Linked DNA regions of Mus musculus: region 2 is linked to region 1. The links are chromatin contacts, called in public promoter capture Hi-C maps. All regions are on one chromosome and are shown on one strand. Each heading gives the region's core, a stretch centred on a gene start, on an enhancer-like site or on the middle of the called end of the contact. The rest is flanking DNA. Distances are from core to core; before and after follow the strand shown.

Region 1 (3,193 bases), core at 363-2,862:
GAGATCCTCTTGCCTCTGCCTCTTGAGTGCTGGGATTAAAGACACATGCGCAATGCAGTGCCCTTGACCTGCTCTCTTCATAAGCAGTGAGTGAACATAACTTGGATCCCTCTACCCTTTTTTCTCCATCCTTGCAAATTCCTATCTTCATTTCTTCCTTAATCGGATGCTCCCACGAGTTACAAACAAACATTTTGTGCAGATTAGAAGCTTCATTGAGGACAAAAATCTCTGGGCCTTTCTACACACAAGATCCCATCTATTTCTACTCTCTGTTTCCCTACACCATAGCCAAATATACGGCTGGGTACCTGAAGTCCTGGCTCCCCAGCTTCTATAGTCCCCAGAGGCACATACTGACCTGCACTGTTGAGCTGTTGGATGACATTATCTTCCACTATAGCATGGCTGGCAAAGTTACTGCCAGCATCAATGAAAGTCGGCAGCGAGCCAGTGGTGAGAGCCTTTAGACGCTGCATGGTGGTCGTGGGGGGGTCCACCTGAGATCGGTACAGCCGGCCATGGTGGGGTTGACTCTCTAGGATCCTCTGCAAGGAACCTAATTTTCCCAGAAAAGGCACGGAGACAGGAGGTTCCCCAGGCACATGCGAGCGCTGAGGCTGGGCAAAGTCAAACCGCAGAGCGTCTATCAGTACCAAAACCACCCTGGAGAAGCGGGAAGGCATCCAGCAAGCCCCAGGCTTTCCATGACTTCCCCACGGCAAGGGACCAGGGCCTGGGAGCTCTTGGCAGCTGCTTTGATTGGTGAGCTCCAGACGAGTGAGAAGGAAGCCACTGGTGAAGAGTGCAATGCCAGCGTAGAAAAGAAAACAGACCCAGGCTAAGAAGAGGAGCACAGACACCTTCCGCATCCTGGGAGAGAAGAGAATGTTCATTGGGGTGCGAAGAAACCATGGACGTTTTGGCTCTCAAAACAATGCCCAACAACAATCACGTACTGCTATAAACTTCAGGACGTAAACAAACCATAGCTAACTCGTTGCAGCTGTTTCTACCAGTCATACCATCTGACGGTGAGAGGCTGAGACCTTGGATCTCAACCTGACGCCCAGGCTACACCTACCGATTCAGGTTCTGGGGGTGAGCACGGGAGCCTGTGCATATCCAACCGGGAGATCTAATGCTGTCAAACCACAGTCTAGGAGGAAGACTATTCCAAATGGTAGGTAGATTGTTCTCTGACAGTCCATTTCAATGGCTCTCTTCGGACTAACTCAACATTTCCAGGGTGGCAATAGACAGAAACCACACGGATTAACTGGATTGAGTAAACGGCGCCGCCTGGCGGGAACCGAGGAAACGACGGGGAGGAGTCTTGCTCCGCTTCCGGGCGGCCAGGCTCAAGAAAAAACCGAAGGAACGACGTCCCCAGGAAGCCCGGTATAAAGCCCATTGAGCTAAGCTGGGATCCAGAAGTCCCGGCAGCTCTGTCTCCTCCGGTGGGAACCCGGCCAACACCTGGACATGCTCCCTCTGATACTGGGCACCCCGGCAGTAAGCTGAGACACCCGTCCTAGGGGTGACAGTAACAGAGGTAACAGGGAGACCTTGGCTCACCTGGATCCGCGCCCGGAAGTGCAGCGGCAGGGCTCGCTGTCTGGCACCACAGAGGTGTGCAAGCCTGACAGAGCGCCCTACCAGGAGATTTGTCGCCGCCTGCCGGCACCAGCAGGGAAGTTCGACAAGAAACGTGGGGCTGAAAACTTTGATAGGAGGTTCAGTAATTCATAAATGAGGGCAAGGTCTAAGAGAGGGGGATGATGACTGGGTGTGTACAGAAGCATGAAAGAAGAAAAGCCCAGGGACCACCGAGCATTTTATTATATGTATGTTTGTACAATGCACTTTGTGCTGCAATTGCTTTTAGCCACTCAGCCCTCTCTCCAGACTCACTGTCCATTTTTGGTTGTTTTTCAACACAAGGTCTGAGTGCTGGGAACTAAACTTTGGTCTTCAGCAAGAGCAGTACATGCTCTTAATCACTGAGCCATCTTCCCAGCCCCATGCTTCAAGTTCTCACTGCTGAGACTTCCCTCCCGTGATGAACTAAAACTGTCTGGTAACTAGCTCCTTTAGATGTTCTTGTCAAGAGCACTTTTTCACAGTAACAAAAAACATAAACTAGCCGGGCAATGGTGGTGCACGCCTTTAATCCCAGCACTTGGGAGGCAGAAGCAGGCGGATTTCTGAGTTCCAGGTCAGCCTGGTCTACAAAGTGAATTCCAGGACAGCCAGGGCTCTACAGAGAAACCCTGTCTCAAAAAACCAACCAACCAACCAAACAAACAAACAAACAAACAAAAAAAAAAAACAACAAAACCCAAAAAACCTGTCTTTAAAAATACATCTAAATAAAAACTTATACATGACAGGTGGTGGTGGCAAACACCTTTAATCCCAATTGACAGAGTTTGCTTAGCATTCGCAAAAACCTGGGCTAACCCAGCCTGATTTTTAGTTAGCATTCTAGAAAACCTGGTACACTTGCACACGTCTGAGATGCCAGCACTTGGGAGGCAGAGGCAGGATCCTCTTAACCACCAAGATCGTCCTCGACACCACAGCTCCTCTGGGGCCAGCCTGGGATAAAGGAGACACTGTCTCAAAACAGTAACCACCTAAAAATCAGCGGTGGCAAACACTCACTGAAGGCATCACTCTCAAGGCAGAGGCGGGCGGATCTCTCTGAGTTCCAGCTTGGTCCACAGAGCTTGTTCTAGCCAAGGCTGCACTGAGAACCCTGTCTTGAAAACATGAAATGAGTAAGCTGGCAGAGTATGGCAGCACTCGGGAGGTATAGGCAGGTTAGGTCACATGCATTTAATCAGCCTGGGCTACACACGGTGACCCTTGCTCTAGAAAACAAAAAAGTGGGTTATCTGTATGGTATGTGAGTTTTATCTCAGTAGGAAAAAACAACTTTTATCTTCTTAGTAAATGTGTGGCACCTACCTATAGGGGTCCTACAAATTTACACGTAAGTCCCTCTTCCCCCTTTAAATACATCTAGTTGCTGCTGCTTTGCTTCTGGTAACCGTTCAGCCACAGCACAGCAGTTTCTTTGCTCTTGTGTTCATAAGCCAGGTATGCTCTGCCAATGGGCATCTGAATGGGTCTCTCTCTCCTCCTTCATGTCTGAGCTCAAGTATAATTTTCAGCGAGGTTTCCTGGA
Region 2 (3,193 bases), core at 241-2,740, 850 kb after region 1:
ATGAGCCTAGAACTGTTCCAGAAAGTAAAGCCTTAGTTGATAAGGGAAGAGGGTGGGGCAGAAACGATGTAATACAGTCCTCAGTGGTGTTTTGTTTTGTTGACAGGGTTTCTCTGTATAGCCCTGACTGTCCTGGAACTCACTTTGTAGACCAGGCTGGCCTTGAACTCAGAAATTCACCTGCCTCTGCCTCCCAAGTGCTGGGATTAAAGGCATGCACCACCACGCCCGGCTTGTCCTCAGTGTTTTTAATAAAGAAAGTCTGTTGTTTTGAAGAAGCACAAAGTAGTAGGGGCAGAGTGGGAAATACGTTCAGCCAGTTAGCCCCATGGCCTGAGTTCAGATATCTCAATTATTCACTGGGTCAAGCACTGTCTGAGACATTCTAAATACAATATGAGACTGGGTTCCTGTGCGCTTGATCAGGAAATCAGGGCCAGCCTTGGCTTCATTGTAAACTCAAGGTCAGCCTGAGCTGTATGAGATCCTGTCTTCAAAATAAGTAAATAAACACAATACGTTCATTAATCTTATCAAGAAGGCCAGCATGAGGGTTGGGGTGGGGGGGAGGCTCAGAAGTAAAAATGTCCTCACCCACAGACACGGGGCTAGTCGGGAGTAGTGTACAATCTGGACTCGAGGAGGGTGTCAAGACTTTGTTCTTTTCATTACAGTCATAGTTACCATCTGTCGCAGGAGAAAGCTGCTGTTAGTGACCTGAATAGAGGAATCTGGAAATAAGCAATTGGCTTCACTTCTGAACAGCAAGTCTCTAAACTGGACGAGCTATCTGTTCAAGGGCCAGGTAGCCAGGAAAAAGGGGGGGGTGGGGGGTGGGGGGCGTTTCTCCACAATGAATTCGCTTTGATTCCTAGGTCCTCTGGAACATTCTCCGGAGTAGCTGCTCAAAGATTCATCTCCAAATCCTCTCGAACCAATTCTGAATTTCAAGGCTCTCTAAGTCTAGTCATACAGGCTGCCCTGACCCTTTCTCTGAGTGCAATAGGTATTAACAGCGAAGCCAGCCTGTGAATCCGTGCCCTCAGCAGAGCCCTTTGGCTTTGAGGGGAGGCCAGGTAACACGCCTTCTTTAGGTCGAGGCAGCCTTTGGACAGGATAGTAAGAGTGTTCTGGAGGATTCAACTAGGGGTGCACGCCCTACAGTTCAGCTTTGACTTAGCCCTTGCAAATCAGACGGACCTGCAGAGTGATCTCGGCAGGCCAGTCGCCCCTGAGCTGCGGGCTCCCCACCCCCTATGTGCCCCGACACGGGACAGAGGCATTCCACAGGGGTCTCCAGCCTCTGACTTCCCGTTTGAAGACCGCAGCCCGGGAGCCCGAGTCCGAAGGCGACACACAGCTGGCCCATAACAAAGAGCCAGGGTCCAGGGCGCGCTGCCGCCCCCCGGGAGGTTTTGAAAACTCTGAGCGGCCGGGGCGGGGCTTCAGCGAGCCGCAGCCAATCACCAGAGAGCCAAGGCGCCGGGGGCGGGGCCTGGTGCCAGGGGTTGCTACGGCCAGGCTGGGTCCGAGCATCCCGCGGCTTCGGACCCACCCGGCCCGGACATGGCGAGCGTCCGGGCCTCCCCGCGCAGCGCGCTGCTACTTCTGCTGGCCGCGGCGGGGGTCGCGGAGGTGACGGGGGGCCTGGCCCCGGGCAGCGCGGGTGAGTAGCCGCGGGAGCCACGATCGGGGCGGTCCTGAGGAGTGCCTCAGCGCTCCAAGATGGCGCGGAGCCGGGGGCGGGGTGCGCGTGCCCCCAGACCCGCGGGCGGCGGTCAGGAACGCCGGGCTGGAGCCCGACCCGGAGGCCGCTCTCCGCCCTCGTCTTCTTCTCCCTGAAGATCTTGCGAACCCTGGGGTGGTGACTGGGGTTCGAGGCCTTGTTCTGTCACCTCCCAGACAGGGGCCCCTTGCCCTGCCGGACCCTGGTCCCTGGCCAGGGTCCCTGTCAGAAAACAGGGAGGTGCCTGGGCTCCGGATAGCACCGCTGGGCGGAAGGGATACGTAGGTGCAGCTCCCCTGCTGCTGCCCAGTCAGTTGTTGTCACTTGTTAATTTGACTGACTTGGCCTGAGTGGCGGTGAACTTTGATAGGGTCCACAAGGTTGCCTGGCGGGTGCACCGTGGGTCTGAGACCCGGCTGGGGGATGGGGTAAGGTGGGGTGGGGGTTGACTACACATCGATAAATCACCCCGTGGCGGCTTGGCTTCGGGAGAGAGGTGTGTTCTAGGGCTCTGTTAAAGCAGTTGCACCAGAGATGGATGGAAAGCTTGACCGCTTAGGATTGTCCTTCCTGCGCTTGCTCAGCGTTCGGATGTGACACGAACTCGTGCTTCCCGGGACACCTCAGGCTGATAGGTGGTGGAAGACAGGAGCGCTAAGCAGTTTGAATTCAGGCAGACAGGTTCAGAGGAGAGATGCGGGTGGGGCTGCATGTGCACAGAGGAACGTTGACATTCACCTAGAAGATGAGAAAAACCGAGTGTCTACCTATACTAGCCATCGAAAGATGAATGGAATTTTTATAACAAAAGTAACGGAGGAGTGTGTTGCTTACAGGGAGAGGCACTCAGGGGAAAAACATACCCAGTCTCAAGGAAGTTTTCAAGAAAGCCTGAGAAGTTAAAATTAAGGAGTTTTGGTTGATGCTTTATTTATTTATTTATTTATTTATTTTAAAGGAAGGCATTTGAAGAAGATTGTGACAGGAACCTGGGATTAGTTAATTATTTGAATTCTAAATTTAACTATAAACTAGTAAGGAAACCAATAGAAAAGGGACGAAAGAATACTGTGAATTCTTGACTAATCCAGCTTATCTCTCTGTGTTCTAGTTAGTCCAAAGATGTCTAAAGAATACTAGTTACCCCCTTCTTATCCCACTGTTGTGGAGTAGGGCTTTTAGGAAAACTTCAGTAAGTTACTTAGCCTTAATCTTTTTTTTTACTTTAATATCCACATTCTTATATATGGTACCGTCTACATCTATGGTTCTCAACTTGTGGGACGCCACCCCTTTTGGGAGGTCCGATGATCCTTTCACAGGTGTCACCTAAGACCATCAAAGACCCAGAGATGATTATGATTCATAACAGTAGCAAAATTTAAGTCATGAAGTAGCAAAGAAAGCATTTATGGTTGAGGGAGGGTCACCACCACATGAGGTGTGTTAAACGGTCAGAGCTTTAAG

What was found. Promoter capture Hi-C pulls out the DNA fragments that hold promoters and counts their contacts.
Region 2: a promoter capture Hi-C map of hippocampal neurons shows a contact between it and region 1, with 4 times the contacts expected there. The contact joins the promoter of Reck here to the promoter of Pigo in region 1. A contact is called at or near these places in 5 of 39 promoter capture datasets (cranial neural crest, hippocampal neurons, liver and 2 more), 2 of 115 datasets of contacts at active chromatin or transcription factors (bone marrow-derived macrophages and embryonic limb bud) and 1 of 9 other capture datasets (liver).

What each region holds. Positions count from the first base shown.
Region 1 is chr4:43,024,202-43,027,394 of GRCm38.p6, forward strand. Pigo (phosphatidylinositol glycan anchor biosynthesis, class O) reads right to left here and starts at 1,613. Exons shown (of 11, transcript NM_001305386.1): 1 at 1,579-1,613; 2 at 362-873. The coding sequence starts at 872.
Region 2 is chr4:43,874,040-43,877,232 of GRCm38.p6, forward strand. Reck (reversion-inducing-cysteine-rich protein with kazal motifs) reads left to right here and starts at 1,491. Exons shown (of 21, transcript NM_016678.2): 1 at 1,491-1,666. The coding sequence starts at 1,567.